Linked DNA regions of Arachis hypogaea: region 2 is linked to region 1. The links are chromatin contacts, called in public Hi-C maps. All regions are on one chromosome and are shown on one strand. The core of a region is the stretch at or near the end of the contact, and the rest is flanking DNA. Distances in the headings are between cores, read along the strand shown. Region 1 holds the start of LOC112789532 (transcription factor LHW). Region 2 has its middle 15 kb from the start of TRNAL-UAG.

Region 1 (3,272 bases), core at 472-2,971:
CCAAGTCTTATTTTCCCCCAATGAAATTCCAAAGGTTTCTGATGGTGTTGCCATTATGGTAATTAAAGTTGAAAAGGAAGGGCAATGATTGTATGACGTCAGCAAGACAGCAACCTCCACTTTAGCTGAATGGCCATCACTGCCTCCCTGTTTAGACCACACAACACTAATAACACACTAAACAAGAAACTATTAAAAAAAATATTAATGTATTAACAGTAATTACTAAATTTTTTTTCTCCATTAAGAATTATTGAAGAAAATAATTTTCCATGTAACCATAACTATTTGACAATTTTGATAAATAAATTATTTTATTGGTTCTATCCAAAAGAGGAATTGGAGGTAGGCACAGAAGAAGATAAGAAAATATAATTAACAGAGAAAATAATAATAATGTCATTTTAAATTTTTATACTTTTTGAAAGTTTATCTATCTTACATTTTAAAAATACATGTTAAAATTATAAATTAAAAAAATTATTAAAAATATAAAAAATTAAATTTTAATATATTTATTTTTATTAATTAAAAGAAAATTTTTTAAATTATCCTAAAAATATATTAATTAAATTCTTTTTTATTGTATCTTATATGAATTCATAAAAAAACAATATTATCAAAATAGAAATAATATTATCATCTTTCTTAATAAAGAATGACGCTATCAATTTAATAATAGTATTAACATTTTTCTAATGGTTATTCCTTATCTTATTTTAGTTTAGTTAATATGTGTTTTTATGTGTTTTAACTTTTAAGACACATATTAAAATTATTAATTAAAAAAATTATATAAAAAAAGTTAAAATTCTAATGTATTTATTATTTATATATTAAATAAAAATTTAAATCTTTTTAATAATATAATTTATTTTTTATCTACTAATAATGTAAAAAATTTTTACATATATATCTAATAGTATATTACTACATTATTAAAAATATTAATTTTTAAATTTAAAATTAACATATCATTTACACATATAAATTTTATTAAATAATTATATAAAATTATTTATAATTTTATACTATTAATATATGAAAATTAAAGTATTCATAATAAAAAAATATATTATGTTAGTTAAGCCTATTTTATTTTCATCCAAATTTAATTGAGAAACTTTTAGAATTAATAATTTTTAATATTTTTGGTCATTATTTGAATAGCACAAATAATAAATTATTTTTATCAAATAAATTTTATTAATTTATGTGTTTAAATTTTAAAAATATGGATACAAATTATATTATTTATATGTATAAATTTTAATAAATATAAATATAAATTATATAATTTTTTTTAAAAATATTATTCTTATATTAAAATCAGCTACTAAAATTAACCACTACTATATTTATATATAAATATATGTATAATTTATTTTATTTTTAATGTGTATTTATATTTTAATATATATTTTATATTATAACTAATTTTAGTAACTGATTTTAATATATAAATAACATAACCAATATCTTTTATATATAAAACTTATGTAAATATGAGTATAAATTATTATTGATAAAATATTTAAAAAATATTAAAATTTATTATTTTTTATTATTTATTAGTCATTACTATTTAATAATATAAAATAAAATATATTATTTAATTATTAAATTAAAAAATAATTAATAATAAAATTTAATACTCTTAATATTTTTTAAAATAATAATATTTATTACTTAATTTATAATTAGAAATAGTAGATAGAGCGTAGAGGCAATGAGGCTACAAGGAATTCTCTACAGTGTCTGAAAACCCATTTTCAGCTTCTTCTCTTCTCACAACCCGACAAAACTCTTTCTCTCTCTCTCTCTCTGCTTCAGTGGCTGTAGCTCGTAATTTCCCCTCAAAAACCTCACCTTTTTCGATTCCCTTTTTTCCTCTCATTCATTCTCCCTTCCCCAATCGTCTTCCATTTATTTCCCATCTCACAGAACCACAGACACACCAAAACGACCCTTTCAAACTTCAAACAAAAACACTAATACCCCCTCTTTTTTCCATTCTCAACAACACTCAGAAAGATGGTATCTCTATACAAGCTTGAATCTCGTGGGATTGTATAGCCCACAACATAAAGCTCTCAACTTTCTTCTTCTCTTTGTTCTCTCTGCAACTTTCCTTCCTCCTTCTCTCTCTCAAGCTTCCTCTGCCGGAGGATGGCATGCCGGCGCCGGGAACTGATCGTAGTGAACTTGGATCCAGAGAGGAAGCTAAGTGGAGGCTTGAGGACCAAACAAGCAGGGAGAGGATCCTGCCGCGGAAGCTAGTCTTCGCTTCAAGAACTTGCAGGAAGAAGAAGAAAAAGAAGAAGAAGAAGAAGAATGCAACTTGCTTGGTTTTGACCCCTTTTCTCTACTTCTCTGTTGCTGAATGCTAAGTGTTTCAACGCTGCGTCGGAAGATTAAAGACCGAAACTTTAAGCCTTTTTGTGGAGCCCCTTTTTGAGTTCAAGCAGAAAACAGAAATGGGGTTTTTGTTGAAGGAAGCTTTGAAGACTCTCTGTGCTCGGCACCAGTGGTCTTATGCGGTGTTTTGGAAGATCGGATGTAATAATTCCAAGTAGGTTTCCCCAAAACTAAAGAATTGATTTCAAATTTTGTGTTTTTCTATGTTTTGTTTTTTGGCTAATGACTTTTTTTTTTAATTTTTATTTTTATTTTTGGTGTTTTATGTTTTTAATGTCTGTACTTTATTGGGAACCAAACGGTGGGATCGCATCCTAAATTCGTATATTTAGATTCTGTTTCCGGGGTAGGTTCGTTTTCATGATAAAAATCCACATGTTAGTTCCTGTTTTGGAACTTTATGTGTGTGCCCTTTGTTGCTTCTGTTTTGCTATCAAGAATCTTACTTATTTCTTTTTGTGTTTTTAAAGTTACATTTTTTTTAAATATAGAAAAAAAATATAAAGTTTGTTGTGTATCGCTTTGCCAGGCGCACTATCTATTGATTCAGTACTTGATTCTTCCTTCTTTGGTGTTGTTTTGGTCTTTGTTTTCTTGTTCCATTAAATGAAAAAGCTGAACTCCATCCATGCTTCTTCAGAAGCTAATCTTCTGATCTATCCATGTCATGTTAATAACTTATGTGATACAGTGTTATTAGGTTCTCTTTTGTTTATAATTGAATTATAATTGTGATTATCATGCTAATAAGTTCCCTAAATTTCATGAGCTTAAAGTATCCAAAGCAAAACAGGAGAAGGAAAACAAAGGATTTTTTAGATCAAAAACTTAAATTTTATGTTTGCACCATAGAA
Region 2 (3,272 bases), core at 216-2,715, 33 kb before region 1:
TCATGTCTTTACTGTCGTTTTTATTTAACTCACTATCTTCGTCACGTTATGTCTATACATTCCACTCCCCCAAGAGTATTATTGATAAATAAATAAAACTCATAAAAACTGTGCTATTTTCCAAGTCTATAACATGAATGGTTCAAACTACAGAAGGGTTGCTATATATACGCAACAATTTTATCCGAAAATTATTGCTTTCAATCCCCATTATTTCTTGTCTTTGACGACTTATGATGACTATATACTGATGAACCTTTAATTGGAAAGGTCAACTTAGGGTATAGGTGTGACAATTATTATTGCTGCTTCGCATATAAATCCAAGTCTACAACGTTTCTCTTGTATTCTTTTGTTATTGTCTTTTCAAACTTGGTTTCTTGTCTCATAAATCTTTCTAAAGATGGATACTGCTTCAATAGTAATATGGATGAAACCAACAATTCAAAATAAATAATCAAACCATGTGGAAAGGAGATCAAATTAAAAATAAATAGTTTGTATTGCTCCCACTCTATTGGTAAATGAAATATAAAATAAGGTAATAAATCTTCCATGCATTAAAAAAGGAATATTTGCTCAATATTAAACTAGTATATTGCTTTATTTCTTTCCATACACCAAAAAAAAAAAACTAGTATATTGCTATTGTCCGTATTATTATTATTATTATTATTATTATTATTATTATTATTATTATTATTATTATTATTATTATTATTATTATTATTATTATTATTATTATTATTATTATTATAAAATAAAAATTATAGGTTAAAAATTAAGAATTTCAATTATGTAATAAATTCATGAAACGATTTTATATTCATATATATCATGATCGTGTCCATAAGATTCATTAGAAATGTAATTAATCAAAATAAGTTGGTACATTATTATCTAGATAAAGGTTTGTGTCTTTTAGTTATCTATTTTGCATTCAGACCTTATAAAATGACAATAGAATAAAATATTTATTTAATAAGACATAATATATTATTAAATTTTTTTTAGAAAAATAAATTAGACAATTTTTAATTTGAGGTATTATGATATCACAATATTTATGCACACTATACACTTACATATCCACATTAAGAGTTTTAACTCATTAGTGACTTCAACCAAACTTTAAATTCGAATACATTTAGTATAAGACAAAAAAATTACTACTAGACTAAGACCTTATCAGAGAAGATCACATATGTTATGGGCTTTTGCAATATTCGAATCCAAATTAGACAGCATATCGAACAAGATAGTATAGATAAAAAAAGTTGATTTAATTTAAATTATTTGTTGTTCAATCGTGTTAAGGTGTGGAATGAATTATTTTGTTTTTTAAAACGAAAAATCTATCTTAAACAAGTGGCAAATTTCAATTGTCCATTATATTCAAAGCATATAGTGCACTTACCACCATCATCAGGGCGCACCATAGTTAAATGCTTTTCCTTATCCATTTCTTTTGGCCTCATGCTCTTCCATTATGGCGTACACATATGTCTAATTGTAGTTGTACCATCAATTTTTGTACTTATCCCTAATGCAAATAGAAAAAAAATTACATAAATAATTGTATTTATCATAGTTTCTTTATGTAGGATTTTTTTAAGTTGAAAATTTTGATATTGGGTCATGAAATTATTGATCATGAAATTACAATAACTTTATTTAAGAAAAAAAAGAAAAAATAATATGGTTTACAGAAGCAAACTCGTACAATTGTGTGTGTAAAAGAATAGTTTCCGTTTTGAAATTAGGTTTTTTAAAAATTTAAACAGATAGAAAAAAATATATAAATATTTATATTTCTAATATATTTTTTTACGCAAGAATCTTTTTTAGATTTTGCATTAATTTTTTTTATAAATTTTCTTTCTCCTTTTATTAGTTTTATGCCTTTTTTTTTCGAATCAACAAGAATTGACTATCTTTTAAGTCCTAAAAACTCTTATACTATGTCATAAAATCAAATCTTCCAAAAGTTTAACTTAATATATAAAAAGAGACAAATAAATAGTTACATCTCTAACACTAAGTTTCACATTTCTTAAAAATAAAATTTTTAAAAAGTTTATAAGTGTGAATCATCCTTCATTTTTTGAACTAGCTTTTAAAATTGAGTTAGACTCGCTCCATCTCAATTCTAATAAGATATTATAATCTATCTAATCTAATATTATTAGACTACTAACTTACAAATGTTCACGCTTTCCAGATGATCACTCTTAAATGTGAAAGATATAATACAACAAATCTCTCAATTTTTTAAAAATAAAATATATATAAAATTTATAAGAATGAGATATCTCACCATTTAAACTAGTTTTTAGGTTAAATTAGACCTCATAAATCTCAATAATTTTAATAGTTTCAATCATCAAATTATATTTGATGATGAGATTTTTGTTGTTATTATTTTTTTAGTAAAAAATAACTTTACATATGAATGTAGAGCATATATTCATCACCAAATGTAGCTTCCTAGAATATTTGATCGCCAAATTTAGTGACTAATCTTTTTAAGAGCTGTAGGGCAATTAAAGAGGGTAGATATTTATTATCTTGTATATATGAATCTTATAAAAGTAAATATACCTGCTTTAGAAAATAGTTTTATATATAGATGTTAATGTTTAGTTTCAAGTTTATTCCATGCCAGCCTAAAAACTGATGAGAACGCTCCATTTTAAGTGCAGCAAAAATTATTAGGCTAAAAGAAGATTCACATCATCAGTGCCATTAAGATGCGATGAACACTTATATACAACTAGCTAGAGTAACAAATGGTATGATGAAATAATTTTATAATAAGTATAGGAACTAATTTTTAATTAGTTAATATTAGTTTTTTTTGTAAAATTATTGTTTAATTTTAAGTTTTAGAGAGTTTAAAATTTAGAGTTAGAATTTAAAATTTAAGAGTTTAAAATTTAAATTTAAAATTAAGAATTAAAAATGCTGATTAATACTGATTAAAAAATTAGTTTTCTAGTTGAACTCATAATTTTAATATGAGTTTAATTCACATCATATATAGTACATTATTTTGACTAATTTTATTTAATATGAGTTTAATTAATATTATTCCCATTATACTATTTTTTTAAGTAATTTAGTAATTGGTCTATAATATATGTTTAAGCCCAGAAATTATGTCTTAAATATGTCAATGAATGGAAAAAGATTAGTCATTATTTTTTTTAGTCCTGCATACCCTATTTAAAAAAAAAATGATAAAAGAGAAAGCAGTTTTGACTTTTGACTAC

What was found. A called contact is a pair of places that touch in the nucleus more often than the background predicts.
Region 2: a contact with region 1 is called in a Hi-C map of an unstated tissue, with 4 times the contacts expected there. The contact joins the enhancer-like site here to the promoter of LOC112789532 in region 1. A contact is called at or near these places in 4 of 8 Hi-C or Micro-C datasets (leaf and an unstated tissue).

The regions. Positions count from the first base shown.
Region 1 is chr3:12,347,849-12,351,120 of arahy.Tifrunner.gnm2.J5K5, reverse strand. It overlaps LOC112789532 (transcription factor LHW), which reads left to right and starts at 1,721. Exons shown (of 10, transcript XM_025831462.3): 1 at 1,721-2,572. The coding sequence starts at 2,478.
Region 2 is chr3:12,380,479-12,383,750 of arahy.Tifrunner.gnm2.J5K5, reverse strand. No RefSeq gene overlaps it. Among protein-coding and RNA genes, the nearest start is that of TRNAL-UAG, 15 kb to the left of the region's middle. Within about 2 kb of position 1,465, at least 1 of the 3 cell types and tissues checked has open chromatin away from gene starts, as enhancers often do.